Regions from separate parts of the Bicyclus anynana genome. Here region 1 is linked to region 2. Evidence: chromatin contacts called from public Hi-C data. All regions are on one chromosome and are shown on one strand. The core of a region is the stretch at or near the end of the contact, and the rest is flanking DNA. Distances in the headings are between cores, read along the strand shown.

Region 1 (4,199 bases), core at 450-2,949, 49 kb after region 2:
TGCATTACGCATATTATAGAATTTATTCCACGTTGTCGTTATCACGGCGTGTGTTTTGTCCCAAATAACTGAGGATGTAGACAAATGGTTGAGAGACGTATTTCAATTTAAAGCTATGAAGGAATAGATTCATTTGTGTCATACTAGTTAAATTATAAGTTCAATATCTTAAGTATAAATCGGTTAACTGAACGGCTGTTACATAATGCACTTGCATTACACAATACATGCAATTCAACGTAACAAAGTAACCCCTAACCTTCAGTCACAAAAATCGATACCCACTCCCCAATGCATTGCACCCTTGCACAGTTTTCGTCGATTATATTTTACATATAATATACGTGTATCTTTTAGGGTCTCTGCACAATTGAAACCCTACTAGTGGCTCCCCCCTTACGCTTCAATAAAAACTGGAATTGGCCATTTGCTGCAGTAAATAATAATCGAAGCTTTGATGTCTAGATATACGTCTTTTACAGGTAGTTAATAAAGAGCCTCAACGACAGGATTTGCTAAAATTCCTCGGTTTTGATATGGAAATGCTTGGTAAAATATACAAGTCAAATAAAAAAATGAGTTGTAAAAACTCAATGATTTCATTGATGAGATCATGTATTAACTTATGAGTTAATTTCAACGTTAAGGCCGAGACTAAGATCTCGTTCTAAGTAATATAATGTATTAAATGCATTTATATACCGATAGATTTAGATCGAGACGTATCTCGGATGAGGTTGTGAGTTTGTTTTGTTCGTACATGTATGTTTGATTAAACGAGCTCAGCCCGATAACAACCATGAAGTTCTGAACCATAGGTGTCGAGGCTTAAATCTTCAGCTGTTGTGCCGATAAATTATTTAAATCAACTATTCAAGCGTGCCTGTTATTTCACAGACAATTATACCCTACAAACTGAAACAAGGTGATATTGAATGGCCGCATTAACAAATATGGCGGTAGTACTTTTACGGGCAAAAACTGTCACAAAGACTGACTGACAGTTTAAACAGCGAAAGAAAGATAACTTATTTAAAAAGTTGGTTATTATAGAGATCCCAGTACTTGAACCACATTGCTAATATCCTTATCTCTGAGACAAACAAGACTCTGAGATGGATGGATGGATGATATCGGGGTGAAACTTGCGTAGTGAGGTTTTCCGTCGGATATGGGTGACGATGGGATTCGTCGTTTTCCAATGTTTGCGTAATTCTTGTATATTGATCAATGATATACTTAGGCCATTCAACCCATATTCGGCTCACTGCTGAGCTCGAGTGTTCTCTCAGAGTGAGAGGGGTTAGGCCAATAGTCCACCACGCTGGCCCAATGCGAATTGACAGACTTCACACACGCAATGAATTAAGAAAATTCTCTGGTATGCCGGTTTCTTTACGATGTTTTACCGTTTGAGAGACGTGATATTTTTTTTTTCAAATGCACACAACTAAATAGCTCCAACTATTTGCATGCAAATTCGAACCCACACCATTCATCAGAATCGGAGGCAGAGGCCATATCCACTAGGCTAATATATACTTAGGTACTTCTTGCCAGGAAAATAACCATATAAAAAAATCTAACATAAGGCTATTGATAGAAAAGAACACCGGTTTAAAGTTAATCCTTGAACAGTGCTAAGTTAAAATATATTATACCCAATATTTGCACAACGATTAACACAGAAAACCGGTCCAACAGTCGCCTTCATTGGCGATGCTCTTCAATAAATTCACGATAACACGGCATTTATACCGAAAACGGTGTCACTGGGAATGGAAATAAATTTACCTATATTAACTAAACTCGTGAAGTATAACATATCACTATTTGCCTATTTTAACGGCCTACCACAGGGCCAGGCCTTCCTCCTATATGCAGCAGCATTATGGAGCTTCGACCCACCACTGCTCCAATGCCGTAATGATATACTTAATCTATTTAAGTGAAAACGATACCTAAATCCAACAGAAAATCACTACGTACAGCTACGAATAGTGTATCCTCACTGTAATTGAGAAGCTGCAATTGAACTAGAAAATTGTAGAGTAGGATAATAGCAAAATAAATCAACTATTCCGTATGATACTATCAGCCTAAAACACTACCTATTTGTTAATAGTACGTTTCCTAACATAGTTACTCAAGCCCAAGTTTACAATATAGGTTAAACACCCGTATATTTACGTTGAACGTACGGAACCGCCAAAAACACGAACCAACGAGTGCTAAAAATATAACAACGCCATAGAAGTCTTATAAACTAGAGATCAGAAATGGCGTGTTTTACTATGACTAATAGTTCTACTATGAAAACAAAGTCCTGGCTATGAAGCCAGTACCTATATAAGGATAGTCTATAATAGAGTCGAGTGCGAAAATATTACACAATGTATGACATACATTTCTTTTTATATATACCGGTTCATTCCAGATGCTATCAATGCAAATGCAATGTAGTTTTGGAGATGTTCCCATCAGTTAACGACCAAAGTAACTATGGACGCTAACAATAGGCCTTGAAGCTATGCTCAGAGTATCTCTAGGTCATCAAAACTGAGATGATCTGCAGGAGAGTCAAAATTACCGACATAGCTCAACGAGGCGCAAAGCTGGCAAAGTGGCAATGGGCCGTGCACATAGTTCAAAGAACTAATGAATGTCGTAAGATGACCTCCCACCGTAAAACGCAGTGTTGGTCATCTGACGACTCCACTCGGTGGACCGACGACATTAAACAGGGATACAGGCGGCTAAAGGCCGTGGTGTTTGATAGTATCTGCAAAAAGCTTAGTGTCCTGCAGGCTAATTCACTAACTTTGAACGTATGTTGAATTATACGAAATTGTAACAAATGTCATCCGGTGCCTACTGTCAACCGTTCAGATATCATACAGTAAGTATTACAGTACATTTGTCAGTTGATTTGATGCCTATTTTAATAGGTTAATACATAAAATTTTATATTTTGAAAAACACCCGCAGGTCATAAAATTATTAATTACACTCTCGATCAAGTCATTAATATTCTCTTTCAGTGCACTTTCATTTGAGACCCCACTCGAGTATATTTGCAGACATTCGGTTATTCTTCCCCACTTTCAACCCCCACAACTTTCAAACAGCACAACCGATTTTCATCAAACATATCTAAGAACACTCGCCCGTAAGTCACCTTCATACAAAAGAAAACTAAATTGAAATCGCTTCATCCGTTCGGGAGCTATGGTGCCACATACGGACAGTCACGTCAAACTTATAACACTCATCTTTTTGAGTCGGGGTTTAATAAAGACCAAATTAGTGTATAGGCCAACAGCAGTACTCCATCAGCTGATGTGATGATGATGACATGTCACCTGCTCGGTGACTAAATCAGCGTTCATGCCACTTCTATTGGCTTGTTAAGATTAAACGCCCATAACAGCTGTTACCAGCGGTGCATACTACACAGCTTCTGGGCGTCGGGCGTGTAAATCATACCGGACGTGATTTACAACACCGTATGAACTATGAAGGTGTTGTGGTGTTGCCGGCAATCTGTTTAGCTCCAATATTTTATGGCGTGTCTGCAATATCCATACGCAAGAAATAAGACGCTGAAAATGGATATTGTGATACAAAATTATTAACAATTAGCAGATGCTCCGTTATTCAGGGAATCTATACAAATATTATAAAGCTGAAGAATTTGTTTGTTTGATTGAACGCGCTAATCTCAGGAACTACTGGTCCGATTTGAATAATTCTTTCAGTGTTAGATAGCCCATTTATCGAGGAAGGCTATAGGCTATATATTATCCTCGTATTCATACGGGAACGGGAACCACGCGGGTGAAACCGCGCGGCGTACAGGGATAAAATAAGCCATTCACAAGTAACGTGTCACAGAAACAGTCTTGCAAATAGTTGGGTGGTGGACCGACCAATGTATATTGGACTGGCCTTCAACCTGAAACATCTTCTTCTATCAAAAAATCAGTTTGTAGTCGAGCGACTCCTCCCTGATAGAACTAAACGAAAAAAAAAACAAATAACGTGGTTTAGTAAAAATATTTCAAAATATAGAGACTAAAAAATAGTAGTAGATAATAGGTAACAACCCTTAATCAGCTCAAGCTAGGAATAGAACCCAGGTACTCTCTGTTGAAAACGAAACCGTTACCAACCCAGTACCAGAGAGATAATAATTTATG
Region 2 (4,322 bases), core at 1,736-4,235:
TCGATATCGAGTATCATTAAATTATGCATGCACTATCAGACCTTGCCTTACGGAACGGTGCAGAAAGAGCGTAGGTCTATTACAAAATCCGTTTGGGACCTTTTAGATCGATCCATCTGCTCTTACAAAAGCAGCTTGCCGCCCAACGATACTACAATAGGTTTTTTCTTAACTTATTTTAAGAATTTTCCCCAGGTGTACAGTAACTGATTCGTGATTTAAGTAGGTAGTATATTTTTCGCTGTTCTTTAAATACTAGCTGACGCCGCGCGGTTTCACCCGCGTGGTTTCCGTTCCCGTAGGAATACGGGGCTAATAGATAGCCTTCCTCGATAAATTGGCTATCAAACACTGAAAGAATTTTTCAAATCGGACCAGTAGTTCTTGAGATTAGCGCGTTCAACCAAACAAATCTCTTCAGCTTTATAAATTAGTATAGATTTTAACCAATAAAGGTTATTTTTAAATCTCTGCCCTAGACAACTACTTACAGAGTCTATATTAACAGTTCTATATCTTGTGTGAATCGTTTTAAAGATTCAACTCTTATGAAATCAGAAACACTCCACCTGTCTGTCTGGGAATATTTATGTTGCTATAAACACTACCAGATCAAAATCGGAACGTGGACCTTTAACGAAGTATGGCCATTCGTAACCGGTCACGGAGATTCTTATTAAAATAGGAAGTGTTTATTGTTAGTAACGACTGGATCTATTTTAGTGCGGTTTCTCATATTACATACTTGTGTATGACAAATTATAGGAGGTAGGTACGAGTAGGTCTATCTATACCTATATATAAAAGCTAAAGGTCACATATCCCTAAATATCAAAAATCGCCAGACGTACGAGTACAAAGATGAAAGGCAGGGAGGTAGTTTATAGTCGGTACACATCCGTTAAGATAAAGATTTTACAACAAGGACGGATTAAGTAGGTCTAAACAATCTCTTCAGCTTTATAATATTAGTATAGATAAGTTTATAAAACTAAAAACACACTTATTTGGCACGCACTAAAAATTACAAATATTGGATTTAAGTCACGTGACATTTTTTTTCATATTCCTGACAGGAAACCCTTTCATTTGATATCCATATCATGGGAATGGATTTAAAACAGCCAGTCCGGCATCTTGGGGAGGCCGCCATATTGGATTTTTAATGACGTTTCTTAGCTAGTCATGTAATGTCATCAGAACTCAGAGCGTGTGCAAAATTTCATCCTGATCGAAGACGGGAAAGTGGGTCAAATTATGATTCCAAGATTTTCTTACATACAAGTGAAGTAATATAAAGCGTGTAAACACATAATGTAGAGCAGTGATAGCCCAGAGGATATGAGCCTCTGCCTCCGATTCCGGAGGGTGTGGGTTCGAATCCGGTCCGGGGCATGCACCTCCAACTTTTCAGTTGTGTGCATTTTAAGAAATTAAATACCACGTGTCTCAATCGGTGAAGGAAAACATCGTGAGGAAACCTGCATAACAGAGAATTATCTTCATTCTCTGCGTGTGTGAAGTCTGCCAATCCGCATTGGGCCAGCGTGGTGGACTATTGGCCTAACCCCTCTCATTCTGAGTGGAGACTCGAGCTCAGCAGTGAGCCGAATATGGGTTGATGACGACGAAACACATAATGTATGTCACACACAAACTTCACAAGAAATCTTTAAGGCATTGTAACTTTACTCCTCCAATGCGAAGGCTGAATCACAATGCACCATACCAAGTTAAGAGATGTAATTTATGCCATTGTTATAGACAATAATATATAAATTAGCATAATGTTAATTCTAAGGGCCCACCATAATTACGCAACACTTTCGTTCGAGAATACTTATGTGGGCGCAAAAATAGACTCAGCTTCGTATCAACTTGATTTTAGATCTGTTTATCGTTTGTAATATTAACAGTTTTATTTTCGTCAAATTGTAAGTTTCCAAAGCTTGGTAAATTTAACCCGTAGGTTTAACCCACGTAGTTAACATTTCAGTAGCAATACGGGGATCAAATGTAGCGTAAAACACTCACGAATAAAGTCTTTCTATAGATAAACAATTTAAAAAATCGGTTTAGTACGAGAGATCCAGAAATTACCCCCTTAAACTTAAGGTCCATCTTTGTTATATTACTAGATAAAAATACTAACCACCAACAAGGGCAGTTCGTGGTGAGCTAATGAAAGAGCTGACGCAAAAAGACGGGATAAGGGCGAGTCTGTGTACTTATCTGTGTTGATATTGTGGCATCGTAAAGCGTGTTTGTGTATATTAACTGAAGGTTCGATGCTATATGGCAGACATCCACAGATCCGTATCATATACGCATCGGACGAATCACATCAAACGGATTTTAGTATTCTTTGTATAGAAAGTCATACAACATCCACTGCAATTGAATATCACGTTGCGATCGAGAGGCCTCTTAGAATTAGGCAGTGCGACAATGAAACGCTTTTGTGCATAGACCCTTAAGAGTCGACAGCAACAGATTCAAATGAAAACAGTATTGATGACGTCAGTTACTTACTAGTAATATAACCTCATATACAGGCTGCTCGGGAGTATTTCCCATAACTCTGGGGTTATATTCTTTACCGAAAATTAATTAAAAATGTTCAAGGACCATATAAGTGTTCTAAAATTAATATTTTCTGGGTAAATAATATTTCTTTTATAATTAAATTTTAAAATATGTCCCATAAACGCATCCTTGTAATTATGACGTAACCAAGTTTTACGTATTTTAAAATACAAGGATAGATACATGCATAGTCAAATTATTTGAATTACTTTGTATGAAAACGTAAAAAGTTGCTATTATTTAGTTAAAAATATATTAGGTATGGAGCTCCTATAAGTGGAGTCGTTAGTACCTTAAAGTTAAGGGAAATACTCCCGAGCACCCTGTATACAAAAGTGTCAAACAAATGTGCACATAAATTTACTCGTTACAAAATTACTTACAAATCGACCTACTTTCATTCACGCTCAACTTGACCATGAATTTTTTGAATGAGCAATGTGAGTGATTGTATGAGTTACTCGTACCTACTTAAAATCGTCTCGTTCAGCGAATATTATCGTTGACGTTGAGGTAACTATAAAATACATCGCTTGAGTTTTTCATCTTTCAATACAGGATCTCACGTGGAGGAATTGAGATGATTAAGGAATATTTAGCAATTTTTAAATAAAAACAACAAAAAATGTAGTCGCAAAACCTGTGTTAGGAGTGGGTACGACAATAGACAATCGAATGGGCATCAAATCACAAACCTCTTGGTGATGAGTCTAGCCTCTTTACCCTTGAGTTATCGAGGCTTTCATATGTATTATAATTTAATAATAGTAATGACATAAATTTAAGCCAAATTTATTTGAAAATAATAATTTACTTGAGTAATTATTAATAGTGTACAATATGCTTGGAGTTTCTCTGCGTGATCGAATCAAAAATGAGGAAATCCGCAGACGAACCGAAGTCACCGACATAGCTCAGCGAGTCGCGAAGCTGAAGTGGCAATGGGCCGACCACATAGTTCGAAGAGCCGATGGACGTTGGGATGACAAGGTATAATAGCGAAAACGCAGTGTTGGTCGACCCTCCATTAGGAGGGCCGAGGATATCAAGCGGCTTGCAAGGAGCTGCTGGATGCTGGCGACTCGAGACCTGTTCTTGGAAGTCCATCCAAGAAGCCCATGTCTAGTAGTGGATGTCTATCGGCTGATAATGATGATGATGAATAGTGTACATTTAAAAACTAACATTGCACCATAGATTAAATTGTATTGAGAAATCTACTTCGGGTCCAAGTATCCCAAGCGCACCGTTTCATCACTGTATCGAACATTGGAACACTTGCTGGAAGGTCAATGCTATGCACACAATGCCTTGAGCGTTCCGTCTAACGATACTGCACTTTCAATTGACCAGCCTGCACATAGATGGAAGGTCAAAATGATAAATAACATATTAGTATTTGTTACAGTGAAGATTTTATTGTATTACATTGTTATTTGTATTGCATATACCTATACATACTCGTAGTATAACAGTCGGGTATATTTATTACATTTATAACCCAAGAAAGAGCAATTTTGATGATTAGTCTTCGCCACGAACAGCAGAATGGAGCAACTGAGTAGACCCTTTTAGGATCAAATCTTTTTTTATTTTATTTTGTGTGAAAAGAGAGGGAAAAGTTGAAGATAAAAAGTTATGGGGTTAACTAATTTTCTCATCAGTCTCAGTTCTTTAGTTAAGACCTCGATATTTTTCTGTTAACTCACAATTTCGGCCAGGAGATCGTCTGACGG

Evidence for each region. A called contact is a pair of places that touch in the nucleus more often than the background predicts.
Region 1: a contact with region 2 is called in a Hi-C map of whole larva, with 3 times the contacts expected there. The contact joins two enhancer-like sites. A contact is called at or near these places in 2 of 2 Hi-C or Micro-C datasets (whole body and whole larva).

The regions. Positions count from the first base shown.
Region 1 is chr2:8,016,197-8,020,395 of ilBicAnyn1.1, forward strand. All of the region lies in intron 1 of LOC112054810 (protein MTSS 2), which reads right to left. Among protein-coding and RNA genes, the nearest start is that of LOC112054810, 7.4 kb to the right of the region's middle. Within about 2 kb of position 1,700, at least 3 of the 8 cell types and tissues checked have open chromatin away from gene starts, as enhancers often do.
Region 2 is chr2:7,965,951-7,970,272 of ilBicAnyn1.1, forward strand. All of the region lies in intron 1 of LOC112054810 (protein MTSS 2), which reads right to left. Among protein-coding and RNA genes, the nearest start is that of LOC112052552, 21 kb to the left of the region's middle. Within about 2 kb of position 2,986, at least 2 of the 8 cell types and tissues checked have open chromatin away from gene starts, as enhancers often do.